Regions from separate parts of the Ovis aries genome. Here region 2 is linked to region 1. A link is a contact called in public Hi-C data. All regions are on one chromosome and are shown on one strand. Each heading gives the region's core, a stretch centred on a gene start, on an enhancer-like site or on the middle of the called end of the contact. The rest is flanking DNA. Distances are from core to core; before and after follow the strand shown. Region 1 overlaps LOC105603397 (a long non-coding RNA gene). Region 2 holds the start of SNRK (SNF related kinase).

The links. A called contact is a pair of places that touch in the nucleus more often than the background predicts.
Region 2: a Hi-C map of mixed tissues shows a contact between it and region 1, with 2.7 times the contacts expected there. The contact joins the promoter of SNRK here to the enhancer-like site in region 1. A contact is called at or near these places in 3 of 16 Hi-C or Micro-C datasets (hypothalamus, mixed tissues and tail adipose tissue).

The regions. Positions count from the first base shown.
Region 1 is chr19:15,089,806-15,095,926 of ARS-UI_Ramb_v3.0, reverse strand. It overlaps LOC105603397 (a long non-coding RNA gene), which reads right to left. Exons shown (of 10, transcript XR_009597390.1): 1 at 2,758-6,121; 2 at 2,054-2,199. Among named protein-coding and RNA genes, the nearest start is that of POMGNT2, 46 kb to the right of the region's middle. Within about 2 kb of position 2,471, at least 3 of the 54 cell types and tissues checked have an H3K27ac peak or open chromatin away from gene starts, as enhancers often do.
Region 2 is chr19:15,218,430-15,224,550 of ARS-UI_Ramb_v3.0, reverse strand. SNRK (SNF related kinase) reads right to left here and starts at 3,870. Exons shown (of 8, transcript XM_060402134.1): 1 at 3,778-3,870; 2 at 531-691.

The DNA of each region.
Region 1 (6,121 bases), core at 1,222-3,721:
AAGTCACCTCAATGAGAAGCTCGTGCCCACAACTAGAAGGTAGCGCCTGTTTATCACAACTAGAGAAAGCCCGTGTGCAGCAATGAAGACCCAGCACAGTCATAAATAAATACACCTTTAAAAAAACAAGTCAGCCCCTTTTGAGTTCAGCCAGCGCTCCCAAGCCTGCCCTCTGCAGCTGTCATCTCTCCCAGCAGCAGGACTCTGCTGGGCTGCCATCCATGCCTCACTCTGTGCCAGGCTGCCCACCACCCCGGGCAGAACGAGGAGATGGGCTGGTGGAATCTGAAAGTGCGGCCGCTGAACTGTGTTGAGGGAGAGACCTGACTGGAGTCAGGAAGATCTGGCCCCGAGGCCTCACTCTGCCACGTGCTCTACATGAGCCTCCATGGAGACGAGTTTCTCAACCTCTGAATGTCGATCTGTTCATCTTTTAAATGGGAATAACAGTACCTACCCCTGTGTCAGGGGAAGATGCAGCTGCTAATCCCTGAGACCTGATAAACACACGGGCTGGCACATGTACTGAGGATTCATTTCAGATCACAAAAAGTGGTCCTTCTGCTGGTACCTTTTCTCCTGTATTGCAAAAGCTTTCTCTCCACCCACATCCGCCTGTTTCAAATAAAGGGCACACCACAGTGTCGCTAAATCAGGTCCTGATCATTGGTGGGAATGTAGACTGATACAACCACCATGGAGAAGAGCAGGGAACTTCCTTTAAAAACTAGGACTACAACTATCATGTGACCCAGAAACCCCACTACTGGGCATAAACCCTGAGAAAAGTGTAATTTAGAAGACACGTACCCCAGCGTTCACTGCAGCACTATTTACAATAGCTAGGACATGGGAGAAACCTAGATGTCCATCGGCAGATGAATGGATAAGGAGGCTGTGGTACATATACACAAGGGAATATTCAGTTCAGTTCAGTTCAGTTCAGTCGCTCAGTCATGTCCGACTCTTTGCCACCCCATGAATTGCAGCACGCCAGGCCTCCCTGTCCATCACCAACTCCCGGAGTTCACTCAGACTCGCATCCATTGAGTCAGTGATGCCATCCAGCCATCTCATCCTCTGTCGTCCCCTTCTTCTCCTGCCCTCAATCCCTCCCAGCATCGAAGTCTTTTCCAATGAGTCAAATCCCTTATGATTATACAGTGGAAGTGAGAAATAGATTTAAGGGCCCAGATCTGGTAGATAGAGTGCCTGATGAACTATGGAATGAGGTTTGTGACATTGTACAGGAGACAGGGATCAAGACCATCCCCATGGAAAAGAAATGCAAAAAAGCAAAATGGCTGTCTGGGGAAGCCTTACAAATAGCTGTGAAAAGAAGAGAAGCGAAAGTCAAGGAGAAAAGGAAAGATATAAGCATCTGAATGCAGAGTTCCAAAGAATAGCAAAAAGAGATAAGAAAGCCTTCTTCAGTGATCAAGGCAAAGAAATAGAGGAAAAGAACAGAATGGGAAAGACTAGAGATCTCTTCAAGAAAATTAGAGATACCAAGGGAACATTTCATGCAAAGATGGGCTCGATAAAGGACAGAAATGGAATATTACTCAGCTATAAAAAGGAATGCATTTGAGTCAGTTCTAATCAGGCAGATGAACCTAGAGCCTATCATACAGAGTGAAGTAAGTCAGAAAGAGAAGGAGCATGTTAATGCATATATATGGAATCTACAAAGACGGTACCGACGGTCCTATGCAGACACAGACATAAAGAATGGATTTTTGGACTCAGTGGGAGGAGAGGGTGGGACGATCTGAGAGAACAGCATTGAGACATATACCATATGTAAAATACATAGCCAGTGGGAGTTTGATGTATGATGCAGGGCACTCAAAGCCGGTGCTGCGTGACAACCTAGAGGGATGGGGTGGGGAGAAAGGTGGAAGGGGGGTTCAGGAGGGAAGGGACACATGTATGCCTATGGCCGACTCATACCAATGTACGGTAAGAGCTATCACAGTATTGTAAAGTAATTATCCTTCAATCAAGAAAAACTTTTTTAAAAGACACACACACACACACACACAAAACAAACCTGGTACTGTTTGAAGCCAAGCAGAGGTGACTTGGATGTGATGTGACCGAGGTTCAGACTGCATCTTGTTTCACCCAGAGTGCCTCCTCTTCAGCTGACGTTTGTGATCTTCATTCCCCTCGCATCCCTGGAGCTCAAGCTGCGAGCTGCAATCAGAACAAGTCTAAGGTTTCCAGTAAACTCAGTCTGTGATTCTTCCACTTACAGTGCCATTAGGGGCTGAGAGACGGAGCATGCTGTGAGGTGGTGCTGACGCCCCTCTCTCCCATCGATGGCCTGGGACCGGGGAAGTGGGACAGGGGGCGAGAGGACCAGTGCTCAAAGGAGAGCCACCTACGGCCCCATAGACAGGGCCTCACAAGGACCACCACTTTGCCTCCACAGAAAAACAGGCATTTTCTTCAGTGTAACCATCTCCAGGAGGCAAAGCAGAGTCTGGAGAGGGCCAGGGGCTGCGGCTCCGCCACTCCTCCAAGCTGGGGCCGAGCGGACTTGGCAGTAGATGCAGTGGGCATGGTTGGCAGCCCCAAGGGGCAAAGGGGCATTCTGTGCCATTTTCACGGAGTCACGTTTCCGACTTGATTGAAAGTGAAATCTTTAATAATGTATAGATTTTCAGTGACTGAAGCCTGGCTCTTGCCAAATCCTAGCATAAAGCATGTTTTTACAGCTGGGATGATAAATCCCTGAAAGACGGCACTTACCATGGAAACGCTGACACAGCCTTTCATTCCGTTCACAGTGATTAAAATCCTCATTTCAATTTGTTTTTCTTTATTTTGAGCTGGCGTCATTTGCAAGCTCCAGGAATACACCTCCCTGCGGTAGAAAACGAAATGCTGCCCTCTGTCAGAAATGAGATGGAACTGTTCTTCACTCACCGGAGGGCCGCAAATCTTGGCTTGGAGAATTGATGGAAATTCAGAGGAGCAGGACTTCATACTAGTCATCTTAACCAGCAAAGAAATTTCTGCAGGACTTAACCTTGTTTCCTAGGTAGAGTGAGGCAGGGAAGGGAAGGCAGCTAATACAGGGTTTGTTATCAAACCAGAGGCCACTGTGAGCAACTGGAGAGTCAGCCCACTGGGGGCTGCTGGGAGCCACCGTAAACTGGGCACCTCAGTCATCCCCCTGGAGATGCAGGCAAGCTCCTCATGGGCTGTGGGCTGCTGTCCATCAATTCTTAGGTACCTCTGGCCTTTCCAGGGAGAGATGCAGTTACTGGCAGCTGGAGAGCAGCCGCAGCTATGGTGAGACCCCAGGGGATACGGGCAGCCTCCAACCTGACTGCTCTCCCCGCTCCCCTCTGCTCCTTTGATTGTCCTTTCAGCTGACCCATTTGCAGGGATATTTTATGCCCTTGGAATTCAAGGGCATTTGTCTTTTGCTTATTCACAGCCTACAGTCTCTGCTGAACGGCTCGGTGATCCTGCCAACCAGATGCCTCCGAATGTCTTTCTCCTTTCCAGATCTCTAGACTGATAATAAAATCCATAATGGACCTGGCCACCCTTCTTAACCAGCCGGTGAGACTGCAGCAGAGCACCTGGTCTGAGAGCTGTCACAGCCGCAAATTTCCTCACAGTCAGCTCCGCAGATCTCCCGAGAACGTGGCCTAGAGGGAATAGGGCGTCTCCCCATTCTGCAGGCACAGTGTTTTGGAAAAGCATTTTCCAGAATGCGTCCTACAGACAGTGGGCAGGGATACTCCTCATGAGAGGGGTTCAGAGATCCAGTACTGTTGGTTACACTGCTGAGAACAGCCCTCTCTTCAGGGTCAAACTACCCACCAGCATCTTAAAGACTCTGAGAAGTATTACAGGGAAGAAATCCAATTAGCTTTGTTTAACTCTACGTTTTCCAACTTACTTCATCACTAGACCTCTTCCTGGTGGAAAATCTATTGCCATCCTCTGGCACTTCAGGTTGTGCTACACATAAAATGCCTTTATGTGTCTTTTTTTCCTTTATCTTACTGATTTTTTCAATGTTTTTGTTATACAAGCAGTACATGTTCATTGTTAAAAAAAAAAACCTTGAAATATGCAAATAAGCAAAAAGGAGAGGGGGGTGGGCACTGAGGCATAATCCTGTGGACTTTAGGGTTCTTTTCCAGTGGTGTTCCTTTGTGGAAAAGGGGTTTTGTTGTAGCAAGAGTCAATCTGCACTTCCTGGACTATGTTCAGCTCCATGACTCCTGATTCTAAGTAGCAGGTTTCTTTCTTTCTTTTTTTTCTTTTAAAGCACATATTTCAGCCAAAACAATGGCCACAGAATTGTTCTGAATGAGTTCCAAAACCTCCAGCGGAGGAAAATTCCTTTACCATATGTTGCACCTTTCATAGGGAATGGCAGGCTAAGAAAATCAACAAATTGGGAGGAAGAGAAAAAAATGCTAGACAGTGATTTCTCAGCTTCGTAAAAATATTTCTGATAATAAAGACCTCCATAAAATACACCCCAGAATTAGAAAGTTTATTTCTGGAATACGGACTCCAAGGTGACTTTTACTTTCTTTGCTGTTGTAAAAGCATAACTTAAAAGTATTTTTTAAAATACCCTCCCAGGCTTGCCTGGTGGCCAGCGGTAAAGAATCCGCCCGTCAATGCAGGAGGCACAGGTTGGATCCCTGGTCCAGAGAGATCCCACATGCCGCAGAGCAATGAGTCCCTGTGCCTCAACTGCTGAGCCTGCGCTCTAGAGCCCGGGAACCGCAGCTCCTGAGCCCATGTGCTCTAGCGCCCGGGAGCCGCGGCTCCTGAGCCCATGTGCTCTAGAGCCCAGGAGCCGCGGCTACTGAGCCTGGGCTTGGGAGCTGCAGCTACCGAGCCTGTGCTCTAGAGCCCGGGAACCACGGCTACTGAGCCCATGTGCTCTAGAGCCCGGGAGCCGCGGCTCCTGAGCCTGAGCTCTAGAGCCCGGGAGCCGCGGCTCCTGAGCCCATGTGCTCTAGAGCCGGGGAACCGCAGCTAGTGAGCCTGGGCTTGGGAGCTGCAGCTACTGAGCCCATGTGCTCTAGAGCCCGGGAGCCGCGGCTACTGAGCCTGGGCTTGGGAGCTGCAGCTACTGAGCCCATGTGCTCTAGAGCCCGGGAGCCGCGGCTCCTGAGCCTGAGCTCTAGAGCCCGGGAACCGCAGCTAGTGAGCCTGTGCTCTAGAGCCCGGGAGCCGCGGCTCCTGAGCCCATGTGCTCTAGAGGCTGTGCTCCGCAACAAGAGAAGCCACCGAAGTGAGAAGCCCGCACACTACAACAACGAGGAGCCCTGACTCACTGCAACTAGAGAAAAATCTACACAGCAAAGAAGACCCAGCACAGCCAAAACTAAATAAATACATACATATTAAAGAAAAAAAAATATTCTCCTTACACACACAAGGCCACTGTCAGTGAGTATTAGAGTGGAGAGGCTAAGTCTGGTACTTAGGAGGGGCAGTTTCTTGGGGTGGGTGGCCGCTCACGTCTCTCTCACCTGAGAAGCGGCAGGCTTGCTCCAGGTGGCATCAGGTCCTTTTCCTTCAGATGCAATGAGTCATGTTTGGGGTTTATGGGTGATGCAGGATGAAGCAGAGACCTAGCTGGTTGCACTGACCTGCAGAGCAGCCCTGGGAGAGAAGTGCCTTTATTACCCCTTTTCACAAATGCTCCCTGAACATGTGAGCTCATTTCTACCCTAGAGCTTTGCGATGGCTGTTCCCTTAGCCTGGGATAATCATCTTTCAGATCTGAGCTCAGAGAGGGTCTGTGAGGAACCCAAGAGCACCCAGCACAGGGCTTGAGCCAATGTCTGCCTGACTGCCAGTCTCACAAGCCTAAGCTGAGCTCCCAATGTATTTTCAGATGGTTACTGTTGGGAAGAAAAAAAATCCCTGCTCTAAGTTTGACACAGAAGGCCAGGTGCTATCTGACGCCATGGGGAGACATCTAGTGTCTAACTCCAGATCTCCTTTTTATTTCTTTTTCTTTTATTTCTAGGCAGCGCCCTGCAACATGCAGGATCTTAGTTCCTGGACCAGGGATCAAACCCTCGCTCCCTGCAATGAAAGTGCAGTCTTAACCACTGGACCACCA
Region 2 (6,121 bases), core at 2,621-5,120, 130 kb before region 1:
CAACAGGTATGGTATCCATTAAGGGGCAGCGAACGACAGTTCAGATTTTTCACATTTCTTCACCAGGACATTTCTTGGGTACACTGACTACGTATGAGGCCTAACACTGGTCTGGGGATACAGCAATCAAAGAAGAGGCATCTCTGCCTCCAAGGAGCTGACAGTCTTCCGGGTATGAGACAGGTAACTGCATGACAATAACTGAGAAACTGAGGCCAGTGAGGCTATGATTTGACCAGTTACATGTCCTGTAACCTACGTTTCTGGAGCACTGATTTCATAACTTCCATCACATTTCAGGCCCACGTGTAGTTGAGGGGTTGCTTGTTTGGACATTCAGACAGACACCCCTCCCACCAATCTTGCTCTGAGCCTGGAGACACTCCAGAACTGAAAGCAACATGGTGCATGGGCAGCCAGCGCCCTCCAACTCTGAAGCAACTGCTGCAGTCACAGGGCAGCGGTCTGGGGAAGAGGACACAACCAGTAAGGAGAGGGAGAGAGGCCTGCGTGGTCAGGAAAGAGCCTACCTGAGCAGAGGCCAAACGCTGGAGGTGCCAAAGGAGAATCTCAGAAGGCTCTGGAAGTAACCGCAGAGAAATAAACATTCAGGGAAGGCAGAGCAGAATCCTCTTTAGTCAGGTTCCTCCCCTTCCACCAGCAAGAAATGGTTTCCCACGGGATGGAAGGCCTCAACCCAAAGCAGATATACAGGAAAACAAGATGAGGAAATGATCTGCAGTGAGAATAACGCAGCTCCAGATTATCCAGACCAGACAACACATTTCCGGCGCTCACTCGTGAGGTCATTAAATCTGAGAGGTTTTATATTGGCCCTTCCCAAACTAAAACAAAATACCCAAACATGTCCTCCCCTTCCACCCCAAACCTACTGCCCTTCTTTGCCCCCTTCCTTTCCACAGCCTTAAAAAAACAAAAACAGCTGCGCTGTCTCTACCTCCTCAGCTTCCTTTCACCCACTTGGATCTAAATTCTTCCTCCACCATCTGACCTTGTCTTTTCAACCTCCCTAAACCCTTGGAGCCCTTTCCCCTCTTCTCTGCCCGGGAACTCTACCTGTCCAACACTGGTTCAACCACTGCCTTCTGTGAGGCATTCCCCAGTCAAATTGCCCAGGGGTTTTCCCTATACCTCATCACAGCATTTGATACTACTGTCATTGTTTTGATACACTGTCTCAGTGTAAATATAATTCACAATAGCCTGAAGGACAGGAACTTATTTTTATTCACTTTTCTATTGCCACACTCTAACCCAGGGCACCCAAAGTAGACAAAGGCTTCATGAATAAATGATCGTAAGTTTAGTTTACCTTCAAAACTGCTACAAACCACTCAATTCTTCCACCTAAATTGCTCTAAGAATAGACTTGCATAGACACATACACACTGGGAAGTATCTATATTCTGAATAATTAGTTTTCTTTTAACAGCATCTTGGCTATAAAGAAACTCTAAATTTTGGTGGTTAAGCCAACAGCTGGCATGCAGTAAAATCAATTCTTTAGAGTTCCTCATCTATGTTTTTAATTCCTAAAATTCTGATGTGGAAAATGCACCTTTCTCCTGGGCTGCTGCTGCTGCTAAGTCGTTTCAGTCGTGTCCGACTCTGTGTGACCCCATAGATGGCAGCCCACCAGGCTCCCCCGTCCCTGGGATTCTCCAGGCAAGAACACTGGAGTGGGCAGTGTAATGAATTCTTAGGCTCAGAAAACCTGCTTCAGAGAACCAACCAAGCCTTATTTATACCAATGCTTAGAACCTGGGCTGCTCAATAGCTTCCAAAATAGTTTTTTTTCCTTCTATTCAGTTTCACTTTCTATATGAAACACCCATAGTAAAGTTTAACACAATATTTCCTGCAACCAGTAAAAACATCTGAAAGCCCTTCAATTTTAATACGGACATTCAAAAGCCTTCATTTTAGGATTATGGGATTACATCTGAACCTTAACGGCCCAATGTATACTTCTGTTCTAGAAATAAAAATTATGTAACTTCTCAGTCCTTGTATGTTTTCTACAAATGGCTCTTACTGCAATAATACAGAAAAACTTACTCAGAAGAGCAGAGAGAAAAAAAAATACACAGAAAGTAACTTTTCTATACTAAAGAAAACGATTTTTTAAAATGCAAATTAAAAAAAAAAATAGGTGGCAAAGTTCCCTGCCAGGAAAACCTTAAAGATGGAGAAATGAGAAAAGTTAACTCAATGCACCTGGCTTTCAATTAGTATACTGCTTCAGTAAGTGACTTGCCTCAGTAAGTGACCTTGGCAATGTCATTTCTCTCATTTTTAGTTCTGTAGAATGGGAATGTCATCTGTTTTCCTACTAGAAACAATTGGTCGAATAAAAGAACCAACGTGATTTTTTTTTTTTTAAGAAACTTGTCTAATTAGTTTGCTTTAATCACCATTAGCACAGTACATTCCTCTTCAGGAATCCAATTCCAAGAAAAATATTTAAGCAGACGTTGAGGACAGATTTCCTTAAGGGAATGATTTTATAAATCTGGAGAGCAATGTAACAAGATTATAAATTAACAAACTGATTACATAAGCCTTGACAACCTCAGGCTTTAAAGTACACTGATACACATTCTGATAAATTAGACTGATTTGGGACTAGCGCCTCAACCCCACACACGGAACCCAAACTGAGGCATCTGGTGTTTGATAGGAATCAGGTGGAATCTGATCAAGACGCGAAACATTTGCAGTTCTATTACCTGCTAGCCACGCTTCACCTTTCACCATAAAACGTGAAACGCATTAAGTCAGCTTTACCACCTGCTCCTAAAATTGTGACAATGTACTCAATTAAATGGAATGGGGGGAAGTAACTAGATAGTGTGAAAAATCTTATACCCTTAGACGTCCAGAAGCTGAAGAACCCTACTGCTAAATGCCCCCTCACCCCCTCCAAATACTGGACTTGAACCGAACTCACTATACAGCTACAGAATTTTACCTGACCCAAGTGTTAAGAATAGCACAGCTCCAGGAACCCTACTCAGGATAAAAGGCTGTCACTTTCCTGAATCCCAAGTCCAAGCAAACGGAAGGAAGGGTTTTGTAAAACGGTCCAGAAAGGAATCAACAGGCGATGACTATGGAAAAGAACGGAGGTTTTCCAATCTGAAAAAATTCTAGCTGTCCCTCGGGAATGGCACTGCTCCTCCTTCCTTACCCCGATGCCCTTTCTCTACAGACAACAATATCCCCATTCTATTGTACGGCTGCAGTTTTAGCAAGAAATCCCCTTGCTGCGCCAGATCTCCAGATTCTTTTGAAGAAGGAAAACACCTTTAGTGAATAAAACACCGTACGAGAGAACCTGGGCGCGGGGATCCGCGGGCGCCGCACTCGGCCCGCTCCGGGGCGGGGCGCGGGGATGCGGGCGCCTCCCGAGGTGCCGCAATCCCGCCGCGGCCGCAAGGGCAGGGCCTCGGGGCGCCCGTGGCCGGCCGCCGCAATGCCCGCTCCCGTGCGGGCCCCGCCGCCGCCCGCTGCCTGCCGCCAGGCCATCAGGCCGCACCGCCGCCGCGCGGAGTCTGGGCCGCCGCAGCCCAGGGCCCGCGTCCTCCCCGGCCCGCGACGCGGGGAGCGCGGAGCGCGCAACTTACTTTCCGCCTGCGGCGGGCGCCCCAGCCCCGCCGCCCAGCCCGGCAACCGCTGAGGCCACTCGGCGGCGGAGGCCAGCCAGTCCCCCGCCCACGGCCGCCGCTCCCGGGTGCACTGCGCGCTCGCCCCTACCTCAGCAAGCAGGCGGGCTTCCGTCCGCAGCGGCCGCGGCGCCGACAACTCCCTCCCGGCCGCCGAATCCCCGCACCCAGCACTAATCATAATACCAAGCGGGCAGCCGGCCGCGGGGAGGGGGTGGAGGACCGAGACGCGCCTGCGCGGGACGCGCGTCATTGTGACGCAGGCGCCGGGGAGGGGCCGCAGCGAGGGCGGGGCGGGGCGCACCTGCGGGCTTCGGCGCGCGAGCTGCTGCAGGGCATCCTGGCAGCGCCTCGACCCCAGCGAGTCTGGGCTGCGGCTGGCGGTAGGAAGCGGGCGAGGCGCCCGAGCAAGACCAAGCTGATGAAGGAGGAAGCACTAGGGACACGGGACAATGGCCCAGAAAAGTAGCCGAGCCGTGGCGGAAATCGGAGGGAAAGGACCGGGTCCTCACGGGACTCTGCGTCTTGGGGCGGGGGTCTGAGGGCACCAGGCACTTCACCCTTCTAAAGGTTCACCAACATCCCCGGCCCAGGTTTAAACAAAGAGCGGGAAAAAAATATACGTTCACGAATACACGTACATATTTTTTTTTCTCTACAGTTTCTCTCTGGGAACCCAATTAGAAGGAATTGTGTTGATTTTGTGCTATTTTTAAAAAAGAGAAAAAAGCCCAGCATCTGAACACAGCGCTGGCTTTAAAAGTCAGCAGGAGACCCTTGCCTGGCCAGGCTGCCTCCTCTGGAAAAGCGTGAAAAGGCGAAAGGTCGTGAGAAGTATTAAAGCATGTCAAGTCAGGGACTCAGAACATGCCAGGCATGAACCGTGCCCTGGATGGTTCAGCGCCATGGTCACCAGGCAGGAGGCTCCCAAATGGAGCTTAGCGACGGCCAGAGTGTAGAGTCTGGGAGGGTGAGAGAGAGGGGCAGGCGCTCCCATCTACCATCCTTGGAAGCCTGGCGCGCCATGGAGATCAGCTGCCCTTGCTTTCTGGAAATAAGTGACACGCCAGAAGCCAGATTCTCCAACTTGCTTTTCCATTTCGGTTTCTCCCAGCCCTCCACCCCTCCCCCAGGAGAGGACCCCTAGCAAAAAAGGGCACAAACTGCCGCGTGGAAGGCAGGGGAGGGGGTGCGCTGCTTAGATGCTCCAAATGTGATTAGATCGACTGGAGGGAAAAAAGAAATCTAGATGGCTTGAGCAATTGTCTCTGCTGAGCTGCAAACGTCAGAAGCCTGTTTTTTTCAGACTGTCTCCTGGGCATCTACTTTGCATGTCTGAAGATGACTGGAAAGCAAGAGTGGATTGTTGGGAGGTACAAACACTGAGGGTAATAATGGAAGTTAATGGGGGCTTCCCAGGTGGCACTAGTGCTAAAGAACCCGCCTGCCAACGCAGGAGATGCAGTCCAGGAAGAGATGCAGGTTCGATCCCTGGGTCAGGAAGGGAGAAGGGAATGGCAACCCACTCCAGTACCCTTGCCTGTAGAATCCCATGGACAGAGGAGCTTGGAGGGCTACAGTCCATGGGGTTACACAGAGTGGAACGGACTCTGCTCTGTGATGACATAAATGTGAAGGAAATCCAAAAAGAGGGAATATATGTATAAATATAGCTGATTAACTTTGCTGTATAGCAGAAACACAACACTGTAAAGCAACTATACTCCAATTCTTTAAAAAAAAAAAAAGCAAAAATAAAATTAGAACAGTCTTGCTATAAAAGGTATCTAATAAAGGCTTATTATAATATATTTTTTTAAAGTGGGGGGGGGGCACGGTTAAAGGAGGACTCCAAGTTACCCTAACACTCTGGCATGGGGTGATGTCACTGGCTGGGAAAAGCCTTGGGCTATGGGCCTCTGCCCCTCAGGGCTGAGTCGAGGCCCCAACCTTAGGATAACACTGGCTTACAAAGACCTTCAAAGAATCATCTCACTTTGACACACATTCTAACTCTAGCAGTATGTTCAGCAGGAGCTTGTGGAATTCATTCCTTTGTTGCTGGAAAACAGTGGCGAGGCCTTGCACTTTTCTCCTTAGGGAGGTATCACTATTCAGGGAACCCCACAGCCAAGTAAAGGGGAAAAAATACCATTCTAATGGTCCCCAAGGGAATTCCAGTGGTTGAAGACCTCCACCACCAGGTGTGTAGCCCCTGAAATAGAACAGTCATCACAAAACAACATCTTAATAGATAAGCCCTTGAAAAATATGTAACTCAGGTTTTGAATAAATTCTATACAGAAAATGCAACACAAGAATAGAAAAACAATAAATAAAAAGGAATAATACCTTTGTTTAAATAAAGTGGGCTTGAATTCTCTTCCAGAGAAAGGGCTGCAGTCCTGGCCATGTGGTGAATCATTTATTCATCT